Regions from separate parts of the Mus musculus genome. Here region 1 is linked to region 2. A link is a contact called in public Hi-C data. All regions are on one chromosome and are shown on one strand. The core of a region is the stretch at or near the end of the contact, and the rest is flanking DNA. Distances in the headings are between cores, read along the strand shown. Region 1 has its middle 46 kb from the start of Kalrn. Region 2 overlaps Kalrn (kalirin, RhoGEF kinase).

The links. A called contact is a pair of places that touch in the nucleus more often than the background predicts.
Region 1: a contact with region 2 is called in a Hi-C map of cortical neurons, with 1.7 times the contacts expected there. The contact joins two enhancer-like sites. A contact is called at or near these places in 4 of 39 promoter capture datasets (3T3-L1-derived adipocytes, hippocampal neurons, maxillary cranial neural crest and 1 more), 5 of 484 Hi-C or Micro-C datasets (the N1E-115 cell line, cortical neurons, embryonic fibroblasts and 2 more), 11 of 115 datasets of contacts at active chromatin or transcription factors (astrocytes, cardiomyocytes, craniofacial prominence and 8 more) and 3 of 9 other capture datasets (adipose tissue, liver and pancreatic islet).

Annotation. Positions count from the first base shown.
Region 1 is chr16:34,555,889-34,563,331 of GRCm38.p6, reverse strand. It overlaps a transcript of Kalrn not described here. Among named protein-coding and RNA genes, the nearest start is that of Kalrn, 46 kb to the right of the region's middle. Within about 2 kb of position 3,086, at least 22 of the 459 cell types and tissues checked have an H3K27ac peak or open chromatin away from gene starts, as enhancers often do. A contact at or near this core is called in cortical neurons, where this site is marked.
Region 2 is chr16:34,385,826-34,393,467 of GRCm38.p6, reverse strand. Kalrn (kalirin, RhoGEF kinase) reads left to right here. Exons shown (of 60, transcript NM_177357.3): 2 at 1,359-1,433. Among named protein-coding and RNA genes, the nearest start is that of Kalrn, 120 kb to the left of the region's middle. Within about 2 kb of position 3,802, at least 37 of the 459 cell types and tissues checked have an H3K27ac peak or open chromatin away from gene starts, as enhancers often do. A contact at or near this core is called in cortical neurons, where this site is marked.

The DNA.
Region 1 (7,443 bases), core at 1,837-4,336, 170 kb before region 2:
GGCTGCCTGATGAACAACTCCTGCAGAATCTCTCTTGTCAGGGGTCAGGGATGTGCAATCTTTGAAGTGTGTGGTCCAGATGAAGTAACCCTCTGAGGCCTTTGGGTAGAAAAGCTGGGAAGCAAGGCCTGGAGAGCCACAATTAGCTTTCCTGAAGTGGATCTGCTCCAGGCTAGTGGGCTCTGAAGAATCACCTTCTATGGAAAACCAGAAGGCACGTGCTAGAGCAAGGTGGACTGAGGAGAGTACAATGGGATTTGGCTCAGGCTAGGTCTCTGGGCAGCTTCTTGTAGAGGGGTTGAGCCCTGGCCACCAGGAGATGGCACCAATCACAGCTGGTACAGAGGGATCATAGTCATACTGTACACACAAGGAAGAAGATGCCACATCTTAGTTGGTGTCCCTAAAGTGTTCCCTCTAAGTCTGTCATAGAGACAAACTTGGACTGTCATTAAGAAAAACACTCCATTTCATCAAAGGATCCTCAGTGGTCCTAAATAGCCAATCAGAGTAGAAATCTGGGTGCTGTTACTAACCAGAGGGAGACCAGGTTTCTCTCCCTGGGAGCAGAAGGAGATAGGGTTTCCTGAGGTATGGGCCAGTCCCAGAAGCAGAATTTCTCAGCTGAACAGGAACTTAGTAATCATGAGACTGTGTGAATTGTAACTTCGGAATTCTGGTTTCTTTAAACATAAGATGAGTATTAAAAGTCCTTTCCTCTCAAGACTGCTTGGTGTTTATGGATATACAGAGCATTTGACAGTTACATTCATATTATAAATAGCCATATAGCTTACATTGCTAGCAGTATAATATGGTTATATGTATGACTAGCATGGCTATATTATATATATATTATATATGTGTATGTACATATATAATACATATATAGCATTATTTATTGCTGGTTAGATGAACCTTTTATATTCTAAATTATGAAAAATGTGACATTCAGGAGGCCCCTCCTTCTCTCTCTCCCTCCCTTCTTCCCCCTCTCTCCTTTCCTCTTTCTCTCCTTCTTTCCCTACCTTCTTCCTTCCATTCACCCCTCTCTCTTCTTTCCTTCCTTTACTGTGCAAACTTAGGTAGGGATGTGACTTTTAAGCTTGGAGTTGCATTTATTTCAGGCACAACAGGCAGGGATGAGGGCTGTGGTTAAAATCTCACCTTCTACACTCTTACCCCACAATTCAGGGACAATGAGCATCACGGGGTGGGGGTAGCAGGCACAGTCGAGTTGGCAGCTGGACAGTGAGCCTAGAGGGGGTCCTGGAGTCTGGCAGATGGTTAATTGGAAATGACAAAGGGGGCTGAGAGGGAGGGGTCTACAGTTCCTGTGGGATTTCCATCCCTGTCTACTTACTGTTCGGGAAGGGAGGGTATGAGCAAGGAGGAACTGATCACCAACAGTTGGAGAAAGAGATTGGCCAGACTCCCTGTCGGGATGGTGGCTATTGAAGATGTTCCATTGGAATAAAGCCACAGCTTTAGATCAGAGGGAAAGCCCAGGATTCCCAGCCCCTTCTCAGTGTCCCAGTGGCACAGGCACAGCACTTGCTCAGATACTGCAGTCTAAGGAGATGCTTGACCAAGTGTCGGACCAGAATGATTTTCTAGGATGATGGTGCATCATGTGGTGAAAATGCAAAGGATTAGCAGCCCCACCAGGATGTATGTGGAGAGGAGTCATGGGGTCACCCCGGTTCAGTGGTAAAAAAATGAACACAGAGACTACAGACAGCCATTCAGGGAGTTTGGTGGAGAAAGCAAAGAGACAAATTAAATGGTAGCAAAAGGACATCTTTGCACATTTGCTAGTACTCTTTGTTTTTTTGTTTTTTGTTTTGTTACAGGTGCATGAAAATTTAGATTTATTTGTGTGATTTTATGCACATATATTAAACTTTAGCCAAGTATTTTAGTGGGTTATCAGGTCTAGTGAGGTTGTGGTTTTTGTTTGTTTGTTTGTTTGTTTGTTTGTTTTTGTTTTGTTTTGTAGAAAACCTTGGAGACAGCAGTAGAAACTGAACATGTTAAGAGATAGAATGTCATGGAAAGAGTATCCTGAGATTCCTGGGGCTAATTCTGAAAGGGATGCTGACTGCTTCTGTGGATATGTGGGAGTCTAGGTGGTCTCTTAGTCAGAAGCTAGAGCTGTTATTAAGCTGACCTGAGTTGCCTTGGTGCACGAGCACCAAGATGAAGCTCGGAGAGCTGCTGGGAGCTTGGGGAGAGAAGAGCAGACTGCACATAATCTCTGGAGAATGAATGGCAATTGCATAAACAGATGATCTCTGCAGTGATGTCAGAGCAGACCAGCATGCCAGCGTTCTGCATTGCTTTCCAGCCTGTGGGTTCTAGGTTGGGAATAAAAATAGGACTCAGATGTCTCTGGCTGGTGTCCTGGACACTGAGTCTGGAGTGGAAATAAGGTACATATCCTTGTTTGGACACCAGCACTGTCACAAATCCTTATAGAAACCGATGGCCCCAAGACCACCCGGAGGCCTTGGCTTGGACAATGTGCACGTCCGTATGCAGCAGCTGTACTGTATATACATTTATTTTGCTTTGGACTTTTCTATATTTTCATTACCCAGCTCAGTGCCTCACATATAATAGTTGCTTAACTATTATTTGTTGGCCTGATTTTTCTTTTCTTACAAAAGCTAATTATTGGTGTGTATGCCATTTGGGAGTTACTCAATGCTGTGTGAAGGAAATAAAAATAATTTTTGTGGACAGGCAATTCTACCTTAAACAAAGAGACTTGTAAAATCAACACTGTGGAATGCAGCTATTTGTTGAGTCTGAATTAGTCAGAGGGGATCCTTTGGAACACTTGATTATAAATACCCACATATTTCATAAGCACTGGAAAAGTAGATAGAGATGCATTCTGGGTGGGTTTTCTTTTCTTTCTTTCTTTCTTTTTTTTTCTTTCTTTCTTTTTTTTTTTTTTTTTTTTTGCTTGTTTGGTTTGTTTTTGGAAAACCCCAGTAGGAAAGTGCAAATGTGCAACTATGTCTTCTAGTCAGTACTGAGGGGATGGCGGGCATGCTGGATGCTGTGAGAACTGCTAAACACGACAGCTCATGCTTCTTTTCCTTGAATATCTTTTGGTCTTGGGGGGAGGGGGAAGTGGCCAGGGACCAACCAGAAAGGGAATTTCCACATGCCTTGATCCACATGATATGTTTTTATTGCCACTAAGTTAAACACATTTAAATAGGAAGACAAAGAAAGATGGTTTTAAGGTATCCTTTTACAGAACACTTAGCTTTTCCTATCTCAGGGCTGTTATAATGCTGCTTAGTGTAGTGGATTGAGAACGTCAAGTGTGAAGGATACAAAAGCTACTGTAATCCCAACTGCCCAGAGAATCCTTGTCTGATAACTTGACACGTTCCCTTCTGTCCTTTATGTCCATGACTTGCTTTTGGTTATTGACTTAAGATGAGAAACAAATGCTGAAGCGATGGTTAGACTCTTTGTGAACTGAGTCATTTTTTCCCCTTACTTTAAATGTAAAATACACAAGTACCCGTGTATCTCATTGTACAAAGTAAGGCTGTCATAGGCCAAATAACCTTCGTGTGAGGATAGGAAAACAGAAGGTTCTTCAGTTGTGTGGAAGGGTAAAGACATTGATACTTTGTATGATAATATCTATATATATATTTGCACAGAAGATATTATTCCTCCCCCATATTTTGATGAATTTAACAGATAGATATGCCTACTGCCTATATAAATATGTGTTTACATAAATGTGCAGCTCTCTTTTATGTGACAAAAAAAAAAAAAGAATCATGCTATGTGTGCTACTTTGCAAGTTGTTTTTAATCACTTTACAATCAGGGGCAGCCTTTCCTTGTCAGCACACCCATCTCTGCTTCCTTCCTTTTAAGAGCTATGTTACACTTTGTTGTGTGCCACATTTTATTTGCCTTTCTCCTAAGGATAGACATTTATAACCAAGATTTTCCATGGAATAGGACTAGGTTTTTTTTTTTTTTTTTCCTTTCTAGGACACTGTTTAGTTCAAATCATACAAGAAGGGCCACTCATCTTTTTTCTTCTCCCCCCCTTCCCCCTCTCTCTGATCCTTTTCAAAGGTGACTAGGACAACTGTGGGTTCTAGATTTTTTTTTCTGCTTTTATCCTCAGGAGAGAGGGGAACAGCCTGTCCTTGTTGACTAAAGATAACTTCCTGTGGAATGTCTAAGGATGCTTTGTCAGTGACATTTAGACTACCAGTGGAACCTCCTTTTGGCCTCTTTTACCGTGTACATCAAGTGAATTAAGAGCTGGATTTTGGGTCCAAACCAGCCCCTCAAAGCCACATGCGTTCTGAGCTTCAGCCAGCGCACGATAACTCTGATACTGTAGAGTGTGCATGCAAATGCAGTTGTCTGCCCTTGGTTATGATCACCCAAGGATGCGATCCAGAAGGCCTTGGTTTCCACTCTTCCCCACCACTAAAGAGCTCTGTGAATTGGCCAAGCCAGGTCATATTCCTGTTTTTACAGATGGGACCTCTCTTTCCCCATTTGAAGAAAGAGGTCAACGTGCTTCCCTGCCATACCTCATGGGAATGGTGTGAGATAAACTGAGAGGGTAGAAGGAAAGTGCTTTGAGAAAACAAAACCGCTGACTGTGTGAGAAGGGGTTTTTGTCAGTTCTTCTCTGGGGTCTCCTCTGGTTTTGAGTGTGGTTGAAAGCTGAGCTAGGGGACTTGGGTAGGCGCAACAGCTCGTTCTAAACTCAAGGACTGCATTTTTTTCATGTCTGGTAGGAAATTGGCAGCAGCAGAGTTGGAGTGAAACGTTTCGTGATATGTTTGTGATATGTGCTTTTGCAAGAAACGCTCACAGGAGAGAGTAGCCGGTCTGCCTGCTGAGAGCCGCTAGGGGTTTCTTTCCACTGGGCAGCAATGTGACTTAGTTGCACACTTAACTTGGTATTATATGCAAAGAAAACATACCTCATGATACTTATGAAAGTGGGGCTAATTCATATGTCTGTACCCAGGTTTTGTTTGTTTTATAGTGGCGCTTTATAGCAGTCTTCTTGATTGGTCTGGTTTGGATTAATGCTTTGTTAAGATTTACCTGCTCGCTTGCCTAGATTCCCCACCCCCTGCCCATTTGTCACTGCTCTCCAGAACAGGGTCTGCGTCTGCAGAGGTGCTCTGTGGAGTCCTGCTGGTAGTGGTGGGGGCAGGGAAAGGATGAGGCCGGAGCACGGAATGCTTGTGGACATTTCCTGCTCTCTGTGTGGAGCTGATCCAGTCTGATCTCTGGTGTCACCAAGGTCTGAGTATGGAGTTGATAGATGGCACTAAAATTGAATTCCTCACAGTTTGCCTATGGAGTCAAAGTCTTGGTACATTGCAGACGCTTAGACCAGAGCCCAGAGCAGCCTTTCTCTGGTCCACTAAGACACTAAGAAACAGATTTGTGGATGCCTGGGGTTGCTTAGTGCCAACTGTGAGGAGACGAGAAGAAAATAGAAACTCTACTCTGGAGCCTGAAGTGGGCCGTTTTTGTTTTGTTTTATTTTTATTTTATTTTTATTTGGAGAGGGGAAGGGATTGTCGATCCTTGAGTTGTTAGATACTGTTTGACCTATTGGACTATTCCTAAAACTACCTTCCTTCAAACCTGGCTAGACTTGAGATGGGATATTTAAGTAACACATGGCTGAGGCCCTACTGTGTGCTCTAGACTAAATTTTCCCACATTCCCCCAATGTTGAAGGAGGGTTCTCCTGCTTTCCTCATGGCAACAGCCCCTCCATGTTGCATCCTCAGCACTGGTTACTTCTGGTCCAAGGCATCCTCCCTGCCAGTCCACCCAGGCTGGCTCCCGATATGCTCACGGGGGGCTTAGGTATTCAAGCTGCATACTAAAAAAATCCTACCCCAGATAGCAACAGCTGAGCACTGGCATTTTCTTTCTGCCTGCTGCTATAACTATCCTGAACTTCCCCAAGGCAAATAAATGCTTCTGGTAGAGCATGGGGGAGGTTAAATATATGTAAGGATATGCAAAAGAGGAAAGTATATAACATTTTCAAAAGTATTACCCAAGTTAAATATGATTTGGAAAAACAAGGGTTGAGAAATTATGCTTCTAACTTACTGACTGCATAGCTATAGGAAGTTCTATGTACATGTATGTGCTTGTATACACATGCTTGTCCTTACATGCATATAAGCATACAAGGGTATGCTGACATTCATTCTTACAGCAAGAATTTAGTGAGTGCTTGGTACATAGTCTGTGCTGTGAACAGATAGGCATGCACGGTCTATGTTCAGGGAGCTCTTGATCATGGGAAGGATGGAGTGGTGATGGACTCCATACTAAGCTGGCCACAGAGAACTGCTTTCTGAGAGGCTGTGTTTGGGACTCATAAGTCTGACTAACATTAAGGTAGGAGCCTGTACTGGGTCTGGTTTTCCCTGTACCTTGCTAGGATTTGACTTCCAAGCCATTTAAACTTTCCAAAATAACCAGATCCAGTGAGCCTTTTTCTTTCAAATGATGTTAGTGCCTAATAGACAGTGAACTCCAACGTCAGGCTGGACTTTTCTTCTTTGGAGGAGCTGTTTTCTCACTGTTGTTATAAGCTAAAGTGGTTTTTCCTATTTTAACACAGAAAACTTTGTGTCTCATGTACTGCTCTCGTTTCAGGTCTCTGGAGTTCAAACAGTGCATTATTGTTGTTGTTATCATTATTGTTATCATTATTATTTTTATTATTAGGCTGAGGGCAGCTCTGCCCCCTGAGAAGAATGCAGGAACTAGAAGATTGGCAAATTAGGCCAGGCCAGGCAAATCTAGATTGAGAATAAAGCTGCCATGCTGGCCAGGGCAAGACATGTTTGTAGTCCCAGCACTTGGGCAGGAAGGGGCAAGTGTAAACCAGCCTGGACCCTTAGAGGGAGACCCTGCCTCACTGGAATCAGTAAGTGTTGGTGTTTGGTGGTTGGATCCAGGTGTAGGCTGGGTGTCAGGAGACTGGTGTTGATATTGATCTGTTTGGGAAAGTCCCTTTCTGTCTCTGAGGCCAGAATCAAAGTTGAGCATACCAAGTGCATGTCCCATACACAGCGTTAGTGCTCCCAGTAGAATTGAGAGTAGGCAGAGAATGGGGAAAGCAGGGTACAGGAGCGAGGTGCTAGGTGGTATTAGGATCTTTCTGCCATGTTTTCTGGAGACATTTTGGCCTCCAGAAGTTTGTCTTTGTAAGCTCAAGACTGCTTGGTCATCCCCTGTGAGGCTCAAGCTTGTGGTGTGACTTAGCATCCTTGCTCAGTGAACAGGGACACTGACTGATTCCTTTGGAGAGAATTATTTTGATGGTCTCATGCCATTTTGGCCCTGCTAGTGTTTTGCAAGCAGAGCCAAGTTTCTGGAACTTATGGGCCTGTGC
Region 2 (7,642 bases), core at 2,553-5,052:
TTCCTTGTCTTTGTTTCTTCCTCACTGCAGCGGAGTGAGCCTGTAGCTACTACTCCACATCATGCACTGTGTGTCAGCTTCTGAAGAGACATAATTGCTGAATAAAAGCTTCACTACATCAGGGGAACATAAAAGAGAAGAAAGAAATGAAATAGTCAGACACTGGAAATTTGATTGGGGTTGGATTATGATCGCTGACCTTGGGTCCTGGTATTTGGTAACACGTCTCTTTCTCTTCCTTGGTTAGATGTGCACAGGGCATGAAATTTCCCTTTTCCTGGGCCAGTGAGCTAATTCCTGGACTGTTGGTAAAATTCATATGATGTTGAGAGACTGAGAGATAGAGACTAGCCTAACCAACATGCAACTCTTCTTTGTAGATTTCAGACTTGGCCTCACAGCATGTGGGTATATCCATGGTTCTTGGCCCTATTGTACTGAGCTGATAGCACTGCTTGCTTTATGAGATCCACTTTGTGATGTCTTAATGGTAATACACAACAGAGACCCCAATTACAGCTCCAAGGGTATGAGTGTGGGTGGTTCCCTTTCAGAGTTCTGTAATGCACTGGAGAAAACTGCCAGGGTTACAGTGGTCTAGCCTGAAGCTTTGTATGCTTGGAAGCTGGTCTTCCCTTCCCATGTTCCTCATACTAGGCTGGGTTGGCCTTTGCTTCTGGGACTAGAGTTTCTCTAGATGAATCTTTCTTTGCCAGTTCTGGGGAGCTCTGGTGTCTGCCTCCACCCCTCTAATAGGAATTTGGCTAGACCCAAGAAAGTACTTTACAACCGGGAAGCAAGACTTAACAACCAGACAGAGAAAGTGCACTTTCTTAGAAGATTGAGGACTGGTGGTAACGTTAGAGTGCAGGCATGTATGGGTTATCATCATCAACTTAGCTTCTGGCTAACAGATTTTTGGTTATTTTCCCATTTGTAAAATGAAATCTAACCGTTTAAGAAGATGTCATTCAGGGTTCTGTAAACTACTTTAATATCTGAACTAACTCACCAGTACATACTCCATGCTATCTCTGTGTGACACTCTGCTAGGCACTCCAGGTATAAATGTGCTTTAAACATCTTGCCATTTGCAAGTTGCTCCTCAACCACAGGACTGCCTGTGATGTCATTGAGACACTGGGTTTTGTACTCAGTGGAAGTGACTTGAACTTTCCTCTCTTGAAAAGGACCAAGAGAAGAGAAGAAGGCTTTAACCCCATCACAATGGGGACTCTCCCTGTGTTGGGCTGGGCTGCAGACCTGCACAAGCCAAGTTGATGGGTCTTGGAGGCTGAGGGTGGGACCTTGTAGCCTAGCTGACATCTTTACTCTCTTTCTATTTTGTTGTCCCACAGGATCTTTTCGGAATGATGGTTTGAAAGCTTCTGATGTCCTTCCTATCCTAAAGGAGAAAGTGGCCTTTGTGTCTGGTGAGTATGCTTCTTTGTAGTAGACCTTAAGAAGATGTGTGTGTGTGTGTGTGTGTGTGTGTGTGTGTGTGTGTGTGTGTGTGTGTGTGTGTGTGCGCGCGCGCGCGCGCGCACGATCACTCACTGTCCTATAAGAGGAGACACATTAGCAGTTAGGCTTTCATGGCTGCTTCCTCCCTCCAGTGACAGGCAGAGGGAAGGGGGCCCTGACATCACCTGGAGAGTCTGGAGGACACTTGCAACAACAGGCAGGTCCACCACACACCTGACAACACTGCAGCCTGATTTGCTCTCTCGGCCAGGGCTGGTGGGGCTCTCTCCGTGAGAGGTTCCGGTAGGAAGAGCGTATCCACCCCAGGGGTTCCCTAGGGCTTCATGTTGTTTCTTAGTGGGTCACAAACAGGAGGGGTTTGTTGTTGTTGTTGTTTGGTTTGTTATGGTTGTTGGCTTTTTTATTTTTGGTTTGTTTGTTTTTGGTTTCTCATTTCTTTTCTTAGCAAAACATCTAATTTGGGTATTAGGCCAACTACTGTTTCTTGTTAACAGTCTACTTGGACCTAGCCATGTATGTTCTACTAGGTAGAATGTATTTTTCCCATGATATTACAAATTTGGTGGCTGAATTGGATTCCTTCTTGGTCAGAACTTGGCAGATCCTGAGCCCGGGCTGGGTGCTGACAGTGGGAGCTGTATAGAGAATAACCCTGGCATACACCTTGTTGATAGAGTCTTTGTCTCTGGGTAGCGTTTTTTTTTGTTTTTTTGTTTTTTTTTTTTTTTTTTTTTTTTTTTTTTTTTTTTTTTTGTCTGAATGATGGTCCTTGGAGCCACGGGCCATGAGGGAGCTTGCTTCCATAGTATAGTAACTCACTCCATAGGCACTGCTGGCTCTGCTGATGTGCAGCAGAAGAAAAGGAAAGGAGGGGAGGTCCTCTGTGGGAAGGGAAACCATAGCTGTCTCTACCTTACCTGAGAAGGGAGGCCAGCAAGTCAGTGTGGTATGGGTGGGGAGGCAGGCATGTGCTAGGTACACAGGAGCCCTTGTAAGATGCTGTATGTGATCTGTAGCAGTGGGGGAGGCAGGCATGTGCTAGGTGCACAGGAGCCCTTGTAAGATGCTGTATGTGATCTGTAGCAGTGGGGGAGGCAGGCATGTGCTAGGTGCACAGGAGCCTTTGTTGGACACTGTGTGCATTCTGTGGCAGTGGGTGGACTGGTATTTTCTCACAGTTGTTTCTGTTAAGACAACTGAGATCCAAAAGCTGCTTTGGCCTATTTGTGCTAAGTAGTGAGCCCTTGTCATTAAAGGTGTAGAGGCCTAGTAGAACAGCCTTTGAGAGGATCCTCTGGTGTGATTCCAGCATAGAGGCATGTATGTGACAAAGTAAACTAGGATTTGGAGTGCCTACTGAATTGTGGCAAGACCCTGTGTGGAAGCCCTGGTGGTCTCTGTGCATCAGTTTGCCTTGGACCCCACAGTCTCGATTCCTAGTACAGGTTTACAACCCACTTGCTTCTGTTTTATGGCCCTTTGTTAAGACGGCGTCCTTGTTATCACTTGGGTGTCCTGCTGATGCCCCTGTTATCTCATGCCAGATGTTTTTTTTCTCAGGCTTTCCCATCCCTGCCAGCTTGAGCCTCTCTTCTCCTCTCCTGCTTCCCCTCCTCCAGAGGCTCTTTCAGACCTAGCCTCTCCTCTGACACCATCTTGTTTAGCATCCATTCAGGAACTACGAAGACAGACATTGTATGTTCCGACATGGGGACACTTGTGTCACTGTTGGTGGCTTGGTTTTCCTGTGTAGGCCAGTTGGATGTGAATGGGGCCAACCACGCCTGGGAAAGCCCACTAAGAGGGGGAGTTGTCCTTATTGAACTCATGGAGTAGTTTGACAGGAAGGCAGTCAGGGATGAAGCAGGTAGGGACTGGCACTGAGCCACTCGCTGCTGTGTTCCTGAATGAGCCAAGCCTGACTCATCTATGCTTGCCCGGTCAGGAGCTTCTGAGCTTAGGGAACATTGCCCTCTGTGCCTGAGAAGGGCACTGGAGGTGGTTGGAAGATAATGACTGACTGCACCTAATAAGGAAAACAAAAGCTGATTTCCCATATTCTATACACGCTGAGTCAGGAAACATAACACAAAAATAGAACCAAGCAGAGAAATCCTAAGTTAAATAATGCAGTCACATTTCCTTCTGAGAGCAAAGCCAGGAGCACAGTAGGTAGAGAAATGGACCATTTGCTGTGCCTGCCCTCCTCTGCCAGCATCTCAGCTTTGACCAGGTAAAACAAAGCATGTTACCATGACAACGGACATCTGGACTACTCCAGGACAGCCCAACCACTTGTGTATGCAGGCATGTGGGTGTGTGTGACAGTGGCTTTTTCTGTCCCTTGGTGTGTCTCTGTTGTCCTAGCTGACCCATCCTGCTCCATGGCTCACAGCTGTGGGGTTCTGGCCTCCCACTCACAGCACCTCCATCCCTTCTTTCTGCCCAGCCCTCCTGTGAGGGACCTACCGCATCCCTAGGATTGTCACTTGCTTACACCCTGCCTTTGGCCACCTTCTGGAGATGCTCCATGCTACCAGGGACAACCTTTTGTACTCTGGGCCTCAGGGTTTCAAAGTATATTCCATAAGATGATCTTTGCAAATGAGGAAAGAAGTTTGGGGATTGCTGGATATTAAAATCCTCCCTCCCACCCTCGACTTGGACCATCCATCAAAGCACATTAACATTTTAAGGCTCTGTAAAATCCTACAATAACCAACTTTATCTAGTCTAACATGGCATTTCCAACTACAAAATCACCTCATTCCCTTTGGAAAAACCTTGTGTGAATCCATTAAAATCGTGGTGCAGAGCTATTGTATGTGGATCCGACTTTTGGTACGCTTCCTGAGATGTGTCTCCCTCCCACGCTCCTTCCATCTGCTATCCTAACTGGAGCCTGCTGCCTCCTGAGAGTGTGAGTCCTCCCTACTTCAGTCAATGAAACATCAACGTCTCTCACTCTGGGCCTTCCTCCTTCCCCAGCTCTGCTTTCCTGTCTGCACAGAAGGAGAGCCACTGACATTTCTAAAATACGCAGCCCCCTCCCATTCTCTGCATCCTCCTTATTCTACAGCTCCTTCTACCAAAGCCTTCACAGGTAGGCAAAGGGCAAGAACTTGTTGCACAAGTCAATGGTTTTATTAAAGATCATGCATCTGTGATGCTCTAAATGTGTCTGTGTTTCCTCTCTCCTGTGCACAGCAACTTTAGCCTTGGAGCTTCATGCTTCATCTCTGCTGATCTTCTAATGTCAGTATCCATCTTGGTTATCAGTGGTCCACCTTAATGGATGCTCAGCCTGGACACCAGAGTCTATTCCTGTTTCTACTGTGATTAGCCATGATTTCGACCTCTGCTGTATCATCTGTAGTCTTGTTCTCCTGCCCTTGGCCCTTTCTGTTCACTCCTATTGGTTGACAGAGGATAGATGGCAGGGGATCCGTCTTCCCTGGGATCACCTGATGCAGTAGAGCAATTCTCACCCTCACCAGCTCCTCCTCACGCACAGCCTTCGACAGTTCTATTCTGCCATCACAGAATGGGGCCCAGAGCAGAGGCTGTCTCTCAGCATCTATCTTTAAAGCTCTGTCGTCTCCATTCCTATGGGATGCTTTCTACTGGCCATGGTTCTATGGCCTTGTCCTCATTAGCTAAAGTCTACCTTGATCTTGAAAGGTTGTGTTGGTCTCTTCTTTTGCTCTGAGGCAGGCTTATCTGTCCTTCTTCATGAATTTATTTTCTTCTCCCTCCTGCGTTCTGCAGCCTGCCTTAGAGGGACTGGCACGCTCTATCACCTGAGTGCTAGGTCCTTCATTTTGTACCCACTGTGAGGCCTTGTTCCATCCATTGCCCCCAGCTTTCCAGCATAATGCTGCTCTTCCTCTATACTTCCTCTTCCTCATTATTCTTGCTTTTTTTTTTTTCTATTCTGAAGAGGACAAGTTTGATCCTGCCCCCTTTTCTGACCTCTTGATTCACACAAAAGAGACACCTTTGGAGATGAAAAGAGGCCATTTCTGACCTTTGGAGGCTCCCTACCTTCTCAGAACCTTACCTCCAGCTGGGTGCGATTCTGTAACTCTTACCAACCAACCCTCCATGCCACTGCTCACCCTCTGCCCTTTAAAGTCTCTGCTCCCACGGTCCCATAGCCCTACTTATATGGTATCTGTGGAAGGTCATGGAGAAAGTTAGCAGTTGTGACAGACACACAGACAGACAGACAGACAGACAGACAGGCATGTGCATGCGCATGTGTGCATGTGCACACACACACACCTACCTCCAAGAATGAAAGTGCTTAGGGCGCTCAGATCAAGGCTAGCAGAGAAGGATGTCTCAGAGCCTTCTAGCTTCTGAGAACCTGTCTGTTTAACCCCTCTGTTTCCTTTCTTCATGTTGCATGTAGATCACAGTTGGAAGATAAGGACCTCTCTCTTCCAAGGAAGATGAGATGAAGGCGGATGTCAGTGCAGAGAGCTAGGACTGAGAATATGAAAAGTCTGGAGTTGGGAAGCCTGGGGCTCAACTCTGTATCTGCACAAATCCACTTTGCTGGGGTGGAGAGAGAACTGGATGCTAACCATGCTCAGTGGCTTGATTTTGCTTAATCCTCTCTTGCCAGCAGCCTCCCCCACCAGTGGTGGTGGTAGTGGGATGTGTGTATGTGTGAGTGTGTGTGTGTGTGTGTGTGTGTGTGTGAATTCATGCATGTGAAAGTACATGCATGTATGTCTTGGTGCTTAGGAATGCATGTACAGAGGCCAGAGGTCAACACTGAGTGTTTCTACCTCATCTTTTGAACCATGGGCTTTTATCTCAACTAGCTCACTGATTGGCTACATGAGCTGGCCATCATGCTCTGAGGCTCTCCCTTTCTCTGTCTCCCAAATACAGGGGTCATAGATGCACACCTTCATGTCCGTATTTTATGTGGGTGCTGGGGAATCTAAACTTACATCCTCACCCGTGTGCAGTAGGCACTTTGTTCATGGAGTCACCTACCTGGTGTCCTTCCTCTGCAGCCTCCTTTTCCTTTGTGGTAGTCTGGAGTCACTGTTTACCAAGCCCCCCACACACACACACACAAAACACCTGTGTGCTCTGTGATCAGAAGGAAGCATTCCACTTGAGCTCACACGTGGGCAGGGCCTGGGCTGCTCAGTCATGTGGAGATAGTGAGCTTCTTTCTAGGGTTGCTATGGTACTCTGGCCATGCATCCCTAGGTTGCTATGGTACTCTGGCCATGCATCCCTAGGTTGCTATGGTACTATGGCCGTGCATCCCTAGGTTACTATGGTACTATGGCCGTGCATCCCTAGGTTGCTATGGTACTCTGGCCATGCATCCCTAGGTTGCTATGGTACTATGGCCATGCATCCCTAGGTTGCTATGGTACTATGGCCATGCATCCCTAGGTTGCTATGGTACTCTGGCCATGCATCCCTAGGTTGCTATGGTACTATGGCCGTGCATCCCTAGGTTGCTATGGTACTATGGCCGTGCATCCCTAGGTTGCTATGGTACTATGGCCGTGCATCCCTAGGTTGCTATGGTACTATGGCTGTGCATCCCTATCTTTCTCCCATTAAATCCCCTTTCAGTGTTCACTGTGGATATGTCAGTGACTTCTTGAGATGCCGGTGAGCACTGTTATCATGATACAGAGATGGGTGGGTGGCCTTTGTTTGGTAGAGAGTCAGTGTGCTACAGTGTGCTACATAGTCACAACCCTTCAGCTTCAACCCCATCCAACACCCTGAGAAAATTGGTCTGCTTTGCAATTTTAGTGTCTGTTAATGAATGAATTTTAACATTATACAATAAGAGCAGAGAGAATGTGGGGAAAACAGAGGACATAACCATAGCCACCTTGAATCCTGTCCTAGTAAAAACAGTGGTCACCATTCTGGTTTGCTCCTCCCAGCTATTTTTTTCCATGTAGTTTTTAGTAGTAGTTTTTAGTAAGACCCTAAGTGTACATGCTTTTAATGAGACTCATGTGCTTCTTCATTGGATGGGATGCATGGCACCTCAGGCAGCCAGTGGGTAGAGCTGGCCTCTGGGCTTTGTGGAGAACCCTCAGTGTTATCTTACCGAGTCTGGCAATGCCGTCTTGAGGGATGTTCTGAGGCCTCTCGTGTCATCAGC